Linked DNA regions of Mus musculus: regions 2, 3, 4 and 5 are each linked to region 1. Evidence: chromatin contacts called from public HiChIP or PLAC-seq and promoter capture Hi-C data. All regions are on one chromosome and are shown on one strand. Each heading gives the region's core, a stretch centred on a gene start, on an enhancer-like site or on the middle of the called end of the contact. The rest is flanking DNA. Distances are from core to core; before and after follow the strand shown. Region 1 holds the start of Pitpnm3 (PITPNM family member 3). Region 2 holds the start of Gltpd2 (glycolipid transfer protein domain containing 2). Region 3 holds the start of Nup88 (nucleoporin 88). Region 4 holds the start of 6330403K07Rik (RIKEN cDNA 6330403K07 gene). Region 5 holds the start of Haspin (histone H3 associated protein kinase).

Region 1 (2,868 bases), core at 241-2,740:
GACTGCAGTTCCAATATGGGGGAGCACTCCAGAGTTAGAGGTAGAAAGGTGGTATCCGTGCCCTCCCTGCTAGTAGCCAGTGGCCTGAGATGGTGAACAGCTTTGGATCCAGGACTTTGGGGCTTCTGAACTTCCATGTCTACAAGATGTGTTGCTGTCCCACTCTGGAGTCCTTGGGACTAAAGGGTTTTTTGAGAGGTGAGACAGTCATAGCTAAAACTAAGATGGAGAATCTTTGTCAAAGCATGCTAGCTAGCTGTCGTGAGTGAAGGCACGTTGTTCGGTCTGCACAGAGGACCCTAGGAAAGCCTGGTTTGGTAGATGAGGCATCAGAAAGCAGGGAGAGGTCCATGAGTAGGCGATACAGACTTCCTTTCGCTGAGGTGAAGAACTTTGTTGCTGCTAGCTCTGTGCAAAAGTTTCGGGAAGACTCTTGCCTGAGGCTGAGCCTTTGATAGACTAAAGAGGGAGTGTAAGGCTGATTAACCTGGATAGGCTGAAGGAGTCAAAGCCCAGAAATGGGTGTGTCCCGTAGAGGCCCCTTGTGTGCTTTGTTTCTATGGGGCAGTGGATGGGGCACTTAAGTCCTGGCTGGCCTAGGGGTGGAACTGTCTAGTGCCCAGTGTGGGTGCTTGGCTGCAGACTGTGGGAGAAAAACAGGCTTCAGGGAAGGCCCAACAGTCCTCTAAGGAGCCTAGCCCTCACCCTAACCGTCAGCAGGGAGGAAGTGGCCTCGCCTGGAACTGAGCTAGGGAGCCGACTGCTCTCTCCAGGACCCTACCTTCTAGGCCCCATCTAAAACGACTGACCATCTCCTGTGGATCCCCTGACTGCAGTGGGCAGAAACCACAATTTAAATGTCTCAGGAGGCCCGCTAATTAGAATGTCAGCACTTCTGTGAGAAAGTGTTAGGGGGACACACTGCTTTCTGCCAGGCTCCCCACAAACTCTGCTTAGCGTTTACTGGCAGGTGGGGTTTGCAGGTTTAACGGATCCTTTAGTGCTAAAGGACAAAAGCTTTCCTCTCTTGAGACTAGAGCAGATGCAGGCATCCAGCATCCCTGGAGTTGGGAGCTGATGGAGAAGTCCCCTCTCATCTCTGCGAGACTTCGTTCTAGGTTTCTCAGTCTCCTGGGTCCTGGTCTTCCTTGCTCTCCCTGTCCTCACAGACTCTAGCCAGCTCCGATTTCCTTGAATTTCTCTCTCTCCCAAGGGTGTTTCTGCCCTAGGAGCGCCTCTTTCTGGTGCCTTGTCTCAGGGTCACTGCGCCCCAGGCTCGCAGTCCATGTCTTCATCCCTGCCTGGCCCGCAGCGTCTCCGAGCTGTAATCCGGAGTCTGTCTACGTCTGTCTTTCAGCGAGGGTCGGGGTCTCAGTGGCCGCAATCAGTGGGCTGCGCCTCCCGCGCGCTGCGGTGGCCGCGCGGCTCCGGGCGGGGGTGCGGGCCCGCGGGGGCGGTGTCGGGCGCCTTCCGTCGTCAGTCCCTCCCCGGCGGCGCGGAGGGGGGGCGGCGCGGTCGCCGCTCGGCTCCTTTAAGGGAGCGGGAGGGAGCGGCGAGGCGGCGGCGGTTGCGGTGGAGGCGGCCGAGCGAGCGGGGCGGGGGCGCGGGGCGCGGCGCCCGGAGAGTCCGCTCCGGCCGAAGGCGCCGGGGCCCGGCCGGGAGCGAGCAGCGCCGGCAGCACAGCGGAGCCCGCCGCCCGGGACATGGCCAAGGCGGGCAGCGCAGGTGAGCGCGGCGCGGGGCGCTCGGCGGGTGGCGGGAGGGATCGCTCGGCCCAGGTGAGCCCCCCAACCAGGTGGGCGGAGGCACAGTGACCGCGGCGACCCGCCCGGACCCCGGGGCGTGCATAAGGGGCTCCGCGCGCCCTGCGTCCTTCCCGCGCCCCCAGTCACCTCGTGGGACACCGCATCCCGCTTGCCCCGCTGCACTGGGTCAGGTCCACGGCTCCTCAGTCCAGTCGGCAGTTCGGAGCTGTCGCTGCCCTCCGGGAGACCGGGGGAGTAGACCCCGGCACCGGAACCCAAAGGGGATGTCCCGCGGTCGCTGATCCATCCCACGCCCCAACAAACCAGGACGCGCCCCCTTGTCCTGTCACTCTCTATCTTGGATGCGACAGTCCCCCGCCCCTGCCACCAGCTGGGTTAAGAGACCCAGATTACTGGTCCCGTCGCTGGAGGGGTACACTATGGCTGGGGAGCCTCCCCGCCTCCCACCTGACCCAGAGGCAGAGCCTCAGGTGCCGGGCTAGGCAGGCGGGGCCTCTGTTGGGGTCCCATGGGCTCGGCTCTCCTGCAAGCTCAGAGCTGTAGCCCAAGGATCCCAGGGAGTAGGTGTTAGTCGTCCCTTCATTCATCCAGTCAGGCGTTCATTCACCAGCATCTGCTCTGATGTCAGGCCCTGTGAGTTGGTTAGGACCTGGAGGGGACCAGGTTTAGCCCCGGACTCCCCACTCTGTGCCCTGGACCCCTACAGTGCCCTAAAAGGCCAAGTTGAGGAAAGCCAGTGTTCATAGGGCTGGCCACAAATGGATGAGGCTGGTCTCAACAGTCCTGAGCTTGGGAGCTCTGGCGTGTGAGAATCTGCCATGAACTCACTCCCAGCCTGTGACGTTGGCAGGTGCCATGCCATCCCCGTGGGGCCTGGTGTGAACCCCACTTCTCCACCCATAGGCATGGCAAAGATGGAATGAACATGACCACCTGCCCGCACTCTAGATGTGAGTGCCATTGAACTGCCTGCGACCCTGGGACAGGTCCCAATCCTTGGCATGGACTGGCCTTGTGACTCAGGTGTGGCAGAGGAATCCTGTGAGGGAGAGGCTGTTTGTGTGAGACAGCATAAGCAAATGCATCTAAACACCCCCTTTCC
Region 2 (2,868 bases), core at 106-2,605, 1.6 Mb after region 1:
ATGTACATCCCTTCCCAGAAATGCCTTTCTGGTCGGTCTCTTGATGCCGCGGCCATCAAGCCAGCTGGAGCAGGCCGTGGCCGGCCAGCAGGCCCTGGGTACGATTGTACACATCCTCCAGGACGCCGGCGGCCCGGGCCAGAGCAACCCGCGCGTCCGCCTCTCCTGTTCCGGGACACGCCAGCTGGAGCAGGCGACCGCGACTCGGGAGGGCCAAGATCGCCAGGCGAGCGGCCTGACGGATAAGCCATGGATGGTGCGGGGCCAGGGCGGTGCTGTAGGCTTCCCCGCACTGCGTGCCCGCATCTGGACCTCCAAGCGTCCCTGTCGCCACCCTGTGGAGGCAGAGCTGGGACCAGCGCAGCGCGCGATGCAACAAAAGTAGCGTTCGAGAGCCCGAGGACCCGGCTGAATGCCCAGGTTCGGTTCCCGGGCGCTGTAGCAATCCTGCTCCCCGCTCCCATGTGATCATAGTCATCAGCGATGTGTAGTGTGAAGCATTGGGGCCGTGCACACGAGCCTCGAGGTCGGTCACCTTGTTGAAGGCCTCGCTGGTGGCAAAGGCGAAGACAGTGCCAAGGGGAGTTAGGAACCTGTTTGGTGGTGGAAGTGGGGAGATGACTTGCGAAACCACAGAATCATTTGGAGGAAGATGGGCTTGGGGAAGGGAGACCACTCACCTAAGTAGTTCTCTCCATCCTGCCAGATACTGAGACAACGCCACATCCCCTTCAGGGCTCATACAGGCCAGGAAGGGGCTCACCATGCGACCCAGCGCCCCATGAGGCCCTAGACAGGGAAGCTCTTCCTTCTCTGGGACCACTAGGGGTCTGGCCGCTGGGCCAGTCTGGGAGATAGATATAAGAGATACATGAAAAGTTCCTAGCCTGCTAGGCCTACTTAGCCACTGTTGGGCCCTGAAGAATGTCCCTCAGGTTTAGCTGGGGTTCCTCCTGGTTATTCTTGACATCTGAAGGGGGGAGGGAACAGAGAGGGAGGAGCCTCCTTTCATTCGATTCTCAGTCTGGTTCCCCTGTTTCTTTGTTGCAGAGTCCCCAGACTCTGGCCTTAAAACTCAAACATACCTGGGAAGGTAGCGGTCTCTCTGGATTGCAGGACTGCACCCCTGCCGGGAAACTAAGCAGGGAGCCGAGGACTGGAGAAGGAGAAGGGAGTTTGAGTCCCCGCAGGCCGGACTGCTGGGTTCTCTGAGCTGGTAAGGGGAAGGGCCACTCATAGAAGAACCATATACTGATGTAAAGAAGTAACAGCGTTAAGATAGCGAAGGGAATTGCATGGCGGAACCAGCGTCCCAGGGCTGGGGACAGTGAGACCCCCATGACCATCGCTGGTGCACCTCACCTAGCTAGTTGGTGGCCTTTCCCTTCCCGTGGTGTCCAGAGGTGCAGAGAGTTAATAATTAATCTATTAAGGACCCCTCCCTTGTGTCCTTTGCCCTAGAGGTCAGATCCTAGGGTGAGAGACATAATGACGATTTGGGGGACATAATATGTGACCTGTCTCTGCATTGCCTTTACCTGTGGGGCTAGCTTGTCGTAAGAGGCAGCGTCTTGTGGGTTCTCCTTAAATCTGGACACGAATCCACTGTAAGCTGCAGATAATGGGCCTTTGTAAATCTCATGTGAGGATCAATTGATAACGCATGTGAAAGCATTCCAAGTGGAAAGCTGACCACAGTTGCCCAATACGTCTTACTTGTTAAGGCTCGAGGATGGGGCTTTAGGCTCTCTCTCTCTCTTTTTTTTTTTTTTACATTCTTGCCGAGAGGTCTGGAAACCTTGGGAATAAAAATTTCAATTCCCCAGGAAGCTTACTGGGCTTCTCTGAAGGAGCCACTGACAAAGAACCTTTAGCCAATGATGGCCTGAGTTAGGGAGGATAAGGCTGTAGCTGAGTCTGCTTGTGAGACTCCTGGCTGAAGAAGATAACAAAGCCAGAACTGAGCTGGCTTCCAAAAATCTTCAGGGTCTCACCAATTATAATAGAACTAACCTAGCACCTAATGAAAATGGTACTAATGTTACTGCTTTGACCCTTACCAATCATATTAGAGGTTACCTAGTCCTTCTGGGAAATTCCCCTAGACCTGCCTAAAAGGATGTCTTGCAAGCCCCTCAAGTCATTGCCATTTTGTTGTGACCCCTGCATGCTGGTAATTTCTGCAGAATAGACGCTCTTTGCCTTTGCACACTATTTGAGTCTGGGGCCTTCCATCAGTGATTCTTGGACATTATAATTTAATTTTTTGAGCTTCACTTTAGCGTTTCATTCATTAAATCAGTCATTACTTTCCTATGGCAGGCCCTACACTAGACCCCCAGAATACAAAAGTATTTTCATAGCTGGGCACAGTAGCTCAGGTCTTCATGTAACCTTAGGTATTTGGGAGGCTGAGATAGGAATATCAAAAGTTCAAGGCCAGCCTGGATAACTTATCTAGACTCTGTCTTAACATGCTTTATAAAAAGGGACACTCCAACTCTAGTGATAATGTTTAGGCCCAGCATCTGACATACCATTGTAGGTTTCCCTGTAATACAGACTCTAACAAGAAATGGCTATCCAGAACCCCTGTTAATCTTTATTCCAAGAAACTTAGAAAAGCACCCAAATCCACACATGGTGCGTGCCCAGGCAGACTTTGAGGAGTTTGTGCTCTGAGAACTAAAGTCCTAGGGAACCTGCCTAAAACAACAACAACAATGGGTGACCCCACCTGTGCTAAATATGCCCATGACAGGATCTGGCATTCTTTCCTTATTGAGGAGCAGAAAACCAGTGTGTAAGTGTTGACAGCACAAATACAGAGTCAGAAAACGAAGTAAACATTAAGCTTTTTAAAATAAT
Region 3 (2,868 bases), core at 125-2,624, 1.2 Mb after region 1:
TAGACCACTTGGAACTGGAGTTACAGCCATCGGGTCTGCTACTGAAACATAAGGACTCTTGAGCCATCTCTCCACCCCCAACTCGGGACAGTTTTTGTTCCCAAGTGGTTGTCACAGCTCTGCTTGAAGAACTGCTACTGACTGGTGCCATTTAGTAGGTGGAGAGACCAAGGCTGCTGCATCTAAGTGTTCTACATTGTACAGAACCACCTCCCATAATAGAACGTTCTCCTTCGAAACGTCAGCACTCACTGTTGAGAAACACTACTCCACACAACATGTTCAGCATGAAGATTGTTTTTCTGGGTGGTTCTTCTGGAATACACCCACCCTTTTGAGACTGCTGAACAGGGAGATAAGCTGCTTCTTAGAAGGAACTACTTGAGTTCGGAAGAAGGCGGAGCTTAAGTTCAACTCTCCTAACCGTGTCTGATGTTCTTCAGGAGAGAAATAACTTCTATCTCACGTGACGTATACATACGGAGTGCTTCCCTCTGTAACCGAACGTTAGGTGGTGGTGTTGCTACTGCTGTCATGACTCTTAAAATATGAAACAAAGTCGAATCCTAGGATAGCATAACACCTACGCCGGCCAACAGCCCGGGCGGCGGCCGGGACCCAATCCTATAGCAAGAGATCCACCTCGCTGGCCAGGCACACCGGGCACCTGCTCCACAACCAGTGCTGAAGCGAGCACACCGAGGACAGAGGTCCTTGGGAAGATTAGGGAAGTGATGACAACCCAAACTTCACACTCACCTGCCTGAAAGTTTCTTTCCAGTGGGGCGAGCCCACCTGCTTGTACAACAAGCGGTGCGGAGACCCCGAGGACTCTGCCATCTCCTCCCTTAGCGGGAAACAGCGCCCAAATCACCGCCCCTTAGCCGCGCGCAAAGGATTCTGGAAGTTGTAGTCTCGGCGCAGTCTGTCTGTACTTCAGGCCGCCGGGCTTTCTTGGAATTGTATCTAGTTTCTATCCCCTCACAGTGACAGATTTAGGGGAATCCGAGGATAGATGAAGCAGTGACAGTTGAGAAGTAAACACCACCCGGGCTGAGGGAGGTGAATCTTGAGAGAAAGTTCTGGGTTTACCCAGAGGAAGTTGTCCAGTAGACAATCAGACACACATCTCTCATCCTTAACGCTACCCCCTCACTGGCCCAGCAGCAGCCCCAAAGCGATCCTTACACTCCACTCCGCCCCGCCCCGCCCCGCCCACCTTGGCTTCAACCCGCGGCCCTGTCTATCCTCTAGCGATTCTTTCTTATTGGGCCAACTTCTCGAGATTCCTACACTTTGATAGGCTGAAGCTGTGAAGTGCTGGCCGCGGATTGGCTACGCACAGCAGCGGGCTTCGTTTCCTCCCGCCCCTCAATCCTGAGCTGTTAGTTCAAGATGGCGGCTGCCGTGGGGCCCTTGGGCGATGGGGAGCTGTGGCAGAGCTGGCTTCCTAACCACGTCGTGTTCTTGCGGCTCCGCGAGGGCGTAAGAAACCAGAGTCCAGCCGAAGCGGAGAAGCCAGCGGCTTCGACTTCACCCTCGTGCCCGTCTCTGCCGCCGCATTTGCCGACGAGAAACCTGGTCTTCGGCCTCGGAGGGGAACTGTTTCTGTGGGACGCAGAAGGCAGCGCCTTCTTGGTGGTTCGCCTTCGAGGCCCCAGCGGTGGTGGCGTGGAGCCTCCTCTCTCCCAGTATCAGGTGCGCCGGTCCATCGTGAAAGCAATCAGCCTTTTGGTTCGTTGGCGGACCTGGGCTGGCGTCTTTTGGGAACGCCCCACTTCGAGTGGAATGACCCCGCTTTGTAGCTCAATCTGGTCTGGAATCACTATGTAGCCCAGGCTAGCCAGGAACTCCTGCCCCAGTCTCTGAGTGTTGAGATTACGGGTCTAAGTCATTTATAAACACCAAAACAGAGGCTAGGCCTGTGTGTGTGTCCAGCACCTGACATAAACCTAGAGCATGCACAAGCTCCGTAATATCTGTGATTTGCTTCGGTGGGGGTGGAGGGGTTTGTTGAGACAGGGTTAACAGCCCTGGTTGTTCTGGAACGCACTCTGTAGAGCAGGCTGACCTCATTAACAGAGATCTGGAGGATCCTGATCAGAGCTAGGATTAAGCCATGTGCTGCCACTGCCCAGTTCTACAACAGGCATTTAAAGACATGGGCCTACAGATTTAAAAGCAATTAGAAATATTATTATATTCAAAAGAAATCCTTATTTAAAAGGATTTTTGGCTTAGTATAATTCTCCATACTAAGGTAAATAATATATTGATGGTCTCATCATTATTTACGAATAATAAAAAGAAATTAGAAATCTAAAATGGTCATGAGAAAAGAAATAGGAAGTACCAGGGTGAGAGTATTTTTGAGGCTATATGATGCTATGACAAATTATTGAAACTCCCTTAAACTATCACTCTTTTATATTAAGTCCACGTAGATGAAGCAGTACTGCTTGCTGCAAGGCGCTTGAAGGTAATCTAGGGCCTTACCTGTGACCTTGGGTGACCTGGAGCTCAAACAGAGCCACCTGCACCTTATCTGGTGCTGGGAATAAAGGCGTGAACCTTTACACTTGGCCTGAAGCTCTTCCTTTCTCTACAGTACAGTTATAAGATGGTAATCTGTTGATACTTCCGAGTTTATGTATTTACTGGGTATCAAGAGTCTGCTTGAGGCCAGGAACACAGAAGAAAAATCTCAAGTAGCGCCTACTGGGTTATGTCAGGGAAAGTTTAGAATGTTTAAGACCTGTGGTATTACCCAGAGCTGTGGTGTGGAACTACAGAAAACATGCCTTTGTTCCCTGGCCGCAAGATCAGGGGTAATTTCTCCCTTTTTTTTTTTTTTTTTTTAAGTTTTTG
Region 4 (2,868 bases), core at 212-2,711, 1.1 Mb after region 1:
AACAGAGGTGCCAGGAGATAGTGGTACTCAACAAGTACTGAAAGAACCAGTGGTACCCATCAAGTACTGAAGGTACCAAAGAGTCTGACTGGGAAGAAAAGTGAGAAATGGGCTCCTTTTTATTCCTATTTTTTTCTTTGGAGTAGTTTTTTTTTTTTCTTTTTTTTTTCCTTTCTGAAATTGATTCTTTTTCCTGTTTTATTCAACACTTTAAAAAATACTCAGTGTGTACACGTATGTTTAATGTATAATATGTGAGCACATGCACATCGCAGAGCATAGGAGAGAAGTTCAGGGGGTAATTTGTAGACATCAGTTCTCTCCTCCTATCATGTGACTCTCAGGCATCAAATTCAGGCTCTCGGGCTTGGAGGCAAGCGCCTTTAACCTACTGAGCCACCTTGCTGCTCCCTGAGATTGGTTTCCAATCACGTGTGAGATGCACTGAAGACTAGGAGCAGATGAGGAGTGTGGAAATGTGCGATATAGATAGCAGTGAGAGGAGAGAGGCAGAGGGAGGGAAAGGGAAGTCTGCCTCTGTTACTTCCGGACCCTGGGTTGGTGAGAGTTTTGTTGTGATGTTCTGAGGGGTTTTTTGTTTTGTTTTTTTGTTTGGTTTGTGTGGTTTGGTTTGGTTTTTCTTTGAGGCAGGGTTTCTCTGTGTATCCCTGGCTGTCCTGGAACTCACTGTAGACCAGGCTGGCCTCGAACTCAGAAATCCGCCTGCCTCTGCCTCCCAAGTGCTGGGATTAAAGACATGCGTCACCACGCCCAGAGTGATGTTGTTTTTGTTAGATTGTTTTGTTTGGTTTTGTCTTTTGAGTCAGAGCCTCATTAGACATCCAGGCTGGATGGAAACTACTGATCTTCTACCTCAGTCTCCTAAGCTCGTACATAGCTAAGTTTCCTGTGTCAGTTGTTGTTGTTGTTGTTGTTGTTGTTGTTGTTGTTTTCTACAAGACTGTTAGTTTTTTCATGCATTACACAAACATACATGCTGGAGCCAGAAAGGGATCAGGAGTTAGTGAGGGAAAGACAATAATTATCGAGTAAGTGGCTAACAGTTTGTCAGTTGGCCTTTCTTCGCTGATTTTCATGTACGAGGCTTTCAGACAGCAATGCAATGTCCTTCGGTTATAAAACTGCGCATTTGTGCGCCATCTCATTAAATGTGTTTGTATGCCCATCAAATTTTAAGCTCTTACATTATTCATGTCTTTAAAACTAGAAACAAAACCCTGGGGGAAGCTCTGCACACAGCTTGGAGCTTTGCCCCCTGCATTTCTGCTTCCAGACTGCCAAGTCCCCCTTACTAGCTGAGAGATCCCAATGTCTCTCGCCTCCTTCTCCCCTCCCCCCCCCCCCCCCCGCAAGACAGTCTCGTTGCTATGGAGATAGACTTTGCTGCGCCAAGACTTGCAAGGTGCTAGAAACTGGCTGGCCAACCTCTGCAACAGGCTGTGGGCGGAAAGGAGGAGCCAGAGAAAGAGTGTTCTGGGCAGAGAGGCCCCGGACCCGGTAGAGGCCCCCTGCTCTGCTGGCTCCGCCCCTATCACCCCCACCCACCCAGGGTATAGAAATACTGCTGCAGTCCGGGCCACCGCCCACTGCACTGCGACCCAGCAGGGACTTCGCCTCTTAGTCTCAGCAGCTTATCTGCCCGTGCTCTGCGCCCATGGCTAAAGGTCCCTTTTCGCGCAAGCCCTGGGGTCCAGAGCAGATGTATTTCGATTCTGACCCTGAGTACGAGGGCCTGTTCGATAAGCCTCCCCTGGAGGAGGGCCACACTGCGCGTGCACCTAAGTCTGCATCCTCGGCTGGCAGGAAATCTGGTCGGCGTTTGAGTGGGAGGGCTCCGGGGACCCGCGCTGGGCTGTCCCGAAAGGCCGCCGTGCGTCCAGAGCCCAAGGAAGAAGAGCCTCCAGTGGAAGAGGGCTGCTACCTTGACCACTTCCCGCACCTCTCCATCTTCATCTACGCGGCCATCGCCTTCTCCATCACCTCCTGCATCTTCACCTATATCCATTTGCAGCTTGCCTAAGTGGCCAGGGCCCCGACGGGGTGGGCGCAGAGTCGAGGGGAGGGGAGGGGAGAGGAATGAGAAGCGTAGCCTTTTGTTTCGGAAACGCGCTGCACCCCCTTCATCTAGCATTCGATGCTTCTTTTCTTTGTTGTCGCTTTGTCTAACTGTTCATCAGACGGTCCAGAGTCGCTGCAGGCAATGAAATAGCTGTGCTGCTTGCACCCGTACATTGAGTGCAATTAGTATAATCCTGGATTGAATTGAACCCAGTTTGTAATTAGGATGTCTCTGTATCCTACCACTTTGTGACGTGAGGGCCTAGCATTTTGGTGTTTGTAGAGCAGAGTCCAGCCTTCTGTTGTTTAAAGGATGAACCAGACCCGAGTCTGCGGCCTCCCTGAGAAGGTACCGCAAGGAGAATCAGCACCCTGGCTCGGAGTGCTGGAGCCTCATGATGCTGCGTCACACCGGGATGAGCCAGTTGTGCCTAGTTCTTTTGGTTAGGACTCTGAGCACCAAGCTGGCGGACCTGGGAGAGCAGCGGATATGGCTGGCTGCTGGAGGAGGTGAGTGGCGTTTTGTCAAGATGATTCTGACCCACCAGGAGTTGGGGCTGACGCGGGCTGTGTATTTTTGCCATTTCAGGTTTTGTGGTTACCAGAACTGACCACCAGAGAGTCAACGCTCAAGATGGGTTTTTGGACTGTGTGGAAAAGTAGACCACAAGTCTTCAGAGATGGAGGCCTAGATAGAATTCGTGTGTTCCATGAGATGAGACTGAGGGCTTTCCTTTGCTGCGGCCCATAGGAGGACTGTGCTAGAGAATTCTATGGTGACTTCATTTC
Region 5 (2,868 bases), core at 186-2,685, 1.0 Mb before region 1:
GTGGTCCTGAGTTCAATTCCCAGCAACCACATGGTGGCTCACAACCATCTGTAATGGGATCCGATGCCTTCTTCTGGTGTGTCTGAAGATAGCTACAGCGTACTTCTTGTATACAATTTAGAAAAAATAAGTGTGCATGTATGTGCACATATGCATGGAGACCAAGAGAGGAAGTTAGATCCTCCAACAGCTGGAGTCCCAAGTAGTTGTGAGCTGCCCAACTTGAGTGCTAGGAGCCGAAGCAACATATCCTCTGTAAGAGCGCATGCTCTGAACTGCTGAGCCACCTCTCCAGCTCTTTTTTTTTTTTTTTTTTTTGGTTTTTTTCGAGACAGGGTTTCTCTGTAATAGCCCTGGCTATCCTGGAACTCACTTTGAAGACCAGGCTGGCCTTGAACTCAGAAATCCGCCTGCCTCTGCCTCCTGAGTGCTGGGATTAAAGGTGTGTGCCACCACGCCTGGCCCTCCAGCTCTTGAAGAACTATTTGTACTGGTTAGGGGGGAAGCCAAGACAAAGAGGGCATGTCCAAGGTTATGCAACAGGCCAGAGACGGTGACCTAAATTACAGCCACATCAATAGAGACAGAGAGAAGTGATTTCATATGTATTCTGAAGGTGGGATGGCAGGGTTTGCTGCTGGGATACACTTGGGGATGAAACAAAGAGGTAATCACAGGTCATTCCAACATGTCTTAGTATGGAAAAAGATTAAAATCCCTACTAAGTAACTTGCTAAGAGCTGTTTGAGACAGGCCAATCAAATGATCTATTTTGAACGGCACCTTTCAGATGCTATTATCCTTTCTTAGAGGATAGGTCCTCTAGGATTGGACGACCCAATCTGCAGTCTCTCAGTCTCAAGTACCTGCTTAGTGTGGCCCACGGAGATCTCTGCGGCCACGGTTACATTTTCTTTATTAGATGTGATAGCACAGACCACTGAATGCCATTCTTTTACATGCTGCAAAAGCAAAAGGTGAGTCTGCTTACTCCCTTTTCGTGTTTTAGGATTGAAAATCTGAATATCTAAGATAGGGCATCCAAGGTCCCAGAGCAGACATTTGAGCAAGTCCCCTTCGCCCAAGCCAAGTGTCAGTTATCCTGGCAAACAGGACCAGAGAGGCTGAAAGTCTCAGAAAGAACACTGCAGAAGCAGTCACCCTCTCAAGAGGCTCTCCACATCCCTCTCTCGGGCTCTTGAGACGACTTCGCTCACCTGCACAGGATCGCTTCCACACGCAGGCTCTTGACTCTGGGTGCACTCAGTGTGGTCCTGAAAAGAGAGCCTTTGCTGAGCCACCCTGAGCTCCAAGTCCCGCTAGGCATCTGCCCCCTGCCGGCTTCCGGGAGGTCAGGCAGGCTGCGCAGCCGAGGGCCGGCGCTAGGACCCAGCGGGCCGACGGGCGCTCGCGCGCTCGCCGCAGTCTCGCGGTGTTTCTGTTTGAAACGCCGGGCGGGCGCTCGCTATGGCACAGGCTCACCCGCGGTCGGGTACCCGGCTCTTTCGAACGTACGCGGCGAGGGGCGTCCGGGGGTCGCAGCGGCAGCCTGGCGGGCTGGCTGAGCAATGGTTCCAGCCGCCGAACCTGAAGCGCGCCTTCAGCAGCAGCCTCAGCGACAGTAACGAGTCGCCGGCTGTCGCTTCCGACGACCCGGACGACCCCGACTTCCCCGGCAGCCTCGTGGGCCAGCGGCGGAGGCGTCCTCGGGGCAGCGGCTCCCGGAACCAGCGGACCCTGACAAACACTCCAAGAGTCCAAAGGCTGCGACCTCGGCTCCCGCAGAAGTGCAGCACCCCGTGCAGCCGGCTGCGACCGCCACCTTTCCCCAACTGCAGCCCGGGCTGCCTCGGGTCGGACCACAGTGTGTGCATCCAGTCCAGGGACAGCAACGAGCTGGGCACCAGTGCCTCCCTCTTCAGCTCTCCGGCCTCGCCCGGAGCCCCCGACCCTTTGTATGCTGACTCTGCAGTCCCCGGGAGCTTCCACTTGCCGGCAGCCTCCCTAAGTGAACCGTCTGTGCCCTGCCCCCAGGTGGCAGCAACCGGTGACAGGTACACCGGGAGGGCCCTCCGAGCCGAAGCCAGCTTCAGGTCATCTCTCTTTAGCCTTGTGAACTCAGGGGCCACAGAAGAGAACAAGTTTGGGACAGATGGGGAGAATGTGAAGGAATCGTGTTGTGAAAGAAGACAGCAGATGGGAAACAGACTAACGGACCCTGATCTGACAAGCCCGGGAAAGAGAAAGGCCGCGTGTAAAAAGGTTGTGTCCCAAGGAGTCGACCAGAGAGACTATGAGGAGTCCAGTGCTTGCAAAGACCTTCGTGTACCAGGGGAAATCAGCAGGCCTAAGAGAACTGGGCCACTCCGGAAGAGGAAACAGCAAGAAGCAACGGGAACCCCTCCCCGCCACTACCACCAATCTAAGAAGAAAAGGAAAGCGTCAGTCTCCTTATGGAACTTGAATACTAGCCAGAGGGATTCTTGGACCAAAACCAGAGCCTCCTTCGGTTTCCACAAGAAGAAAATTATAACCAGTGTGATAGAGGTATGCAGTTCTGTTGCCAGTTCTTCCTCCAGGTCCCTCCTGTCTGAATGTTCGACCCCTCCTATCAAGAACAGAGCACACCTTACTGTTTCTTCTCGATGCTCTTCTGTGTATTTGCTAAGTCCCTTAAAGACCCTGCATGTCACAGACCAAAGGCCATCTTATGCTGAAAAGGTTTATGGGGAGTGTAATCAGGAAGGGCCCATCCCCTTTAGTGATTGCCTTTCCACGGAAAAACTGGAACGGTGTGAGAAGATTGGGGAAGGAGTGTTTGGAGAAGTGTTTCAGATAATTAACGACCAAGCACCTGTAGCCCTAAAA

What was found. Promoter capture Hi-C pulls out the DNA fragments that hold promoters and counts their contacts. HiChIP or PLAC-seq counts read pairs in DNA pulled down with a chosen protein or histone mark.
Region 2: a promoter capture Hi-C map of embryonic stem cells shows a contact between it and region 1, with 5 times the contacts expected there. The contact joins the promoter of Gltpd2 here to the promoter of Pitpnm3 in region 1. A contact is called at or near these places in 2 of 39 promoter capture datasets (embryonic stem cells and frontonasal cranial neural crest).
Region 3: a contact with region 1 is called in an H3K4me3 HiChIP or PLAC-seq map of embryonic forebrain, with 6 times the contacts expected there. The contact joins the promoter of Nup88 here to the promoter of Pitpnm3 in region 1. A contact is called at or near these places in 2 of 39 promoter capture datasets (cranial neural crest and hippocampal neurons) and 1 of 115 datasets of contacts at active chromatin or transcription factors (embryonic forebrain).
Region 4: a promoter capture Hi-C map of hippocampal neurons shows a contact between it and region 1, with 7 times the contacts expected there. The contact joins the promoter of 6330403K07Rik here to the promoter of Pitpnm3 in region 1. A contact is called at or near these places in 3 of 39 promoter capture datasets (embryonic stem cells and hippocampal neurons), 2 of 115 datasets of contacts at active chromatin or transcription factors (embryonic hindbrain and stem cell-derived neural progenitor cells) and 1 of 9 other capture datasets (embryonic stem cells).
Region 5: a FOXA1 HiChIP or PLAC-seq map of pancreatic cancer cells shows a contact between it and region 1. The contact joins the promoter of Haspin here to the promoter of Pitpnm3 in region 1. A contact is called at or near these places in 1 of 39 promoter capture datasets (pre-B cells) and 1 of 115 datasets of contacts at active chromatin or transcription factors (pancreatic cancer cells).

Annotation. Positions count from the first base shown.
Region 1 is chr11:72,134,511-72,137,378 of GRCm38.p6, reverse strand. Pitpnm3 (PITPNM family member 3) reads left to right here and starts at 1,490. Exons shown (of 20, transcript NM_001024927.2): 1 at 1,490-1,725. The coding sequence starts at 1,704.
Region 2 is chr11:70,517,696-70,520,563 of GRCm38.p6, reverse strand. Gltpd2 (glycolipid transfer protein domain containing 2) reads right to left here and starts at 1,355. Exons shown (of 3, transcript NM_146020.1): 1 at 1,086-1,355; 2 at 681-847; 3 at 1-593. The coding sequence starts at 1,346. The coding sequence ends at 56.
Region 3 is chr11:70,968,479-70,971,346 of GRCm38.p6, reverse strand. It overlaps Nup88 (nucleoporin 88), which reads left to right and starts at 1,374. Exons shown (of 17, transcript NM_172394.3): 1 at 1,374-1,698. The coding sequence starts at 1,396. It overlaps Rpain (RPA interacting protein), which reads right to left and starts at 1,148. Exons shown (of 7, transcript NM_027186.3): 1 at 760-1,148. The coding sequence starts at 840.
Region 4 is chr11:71,032,210-71,035,077 of GRCm38.p6, reverse strand. It overlaps 6330403K07Rik (RIKEN cDNA 6330403K07 gene), which reads left to right and starts at 1,461. Exons shown (of 2, transcript NM_134022.2): 1 at 1,461-2,589; 2 at 2,669-2,868. The coding sequence starts at 1,676. The coding sequence ends at 2,041.
Region 5 is chr11:73,136,861-73,139,728 of GRCm38.p6, reverse strand. Haspin (histone H3 associated protein kinase) reads left to right here and starts at 1,435. Exons shown (of 1, transcript NM_010353.2): 1 at 1,435-2,868. The coding sequence starts at 1,468. Itgae (integrin alpha E, epithelial-associated) reads right to left here. Exons shown (of 31, transcript NM_008399.3): 27 at 1,218-1,274; 28 at 867-962.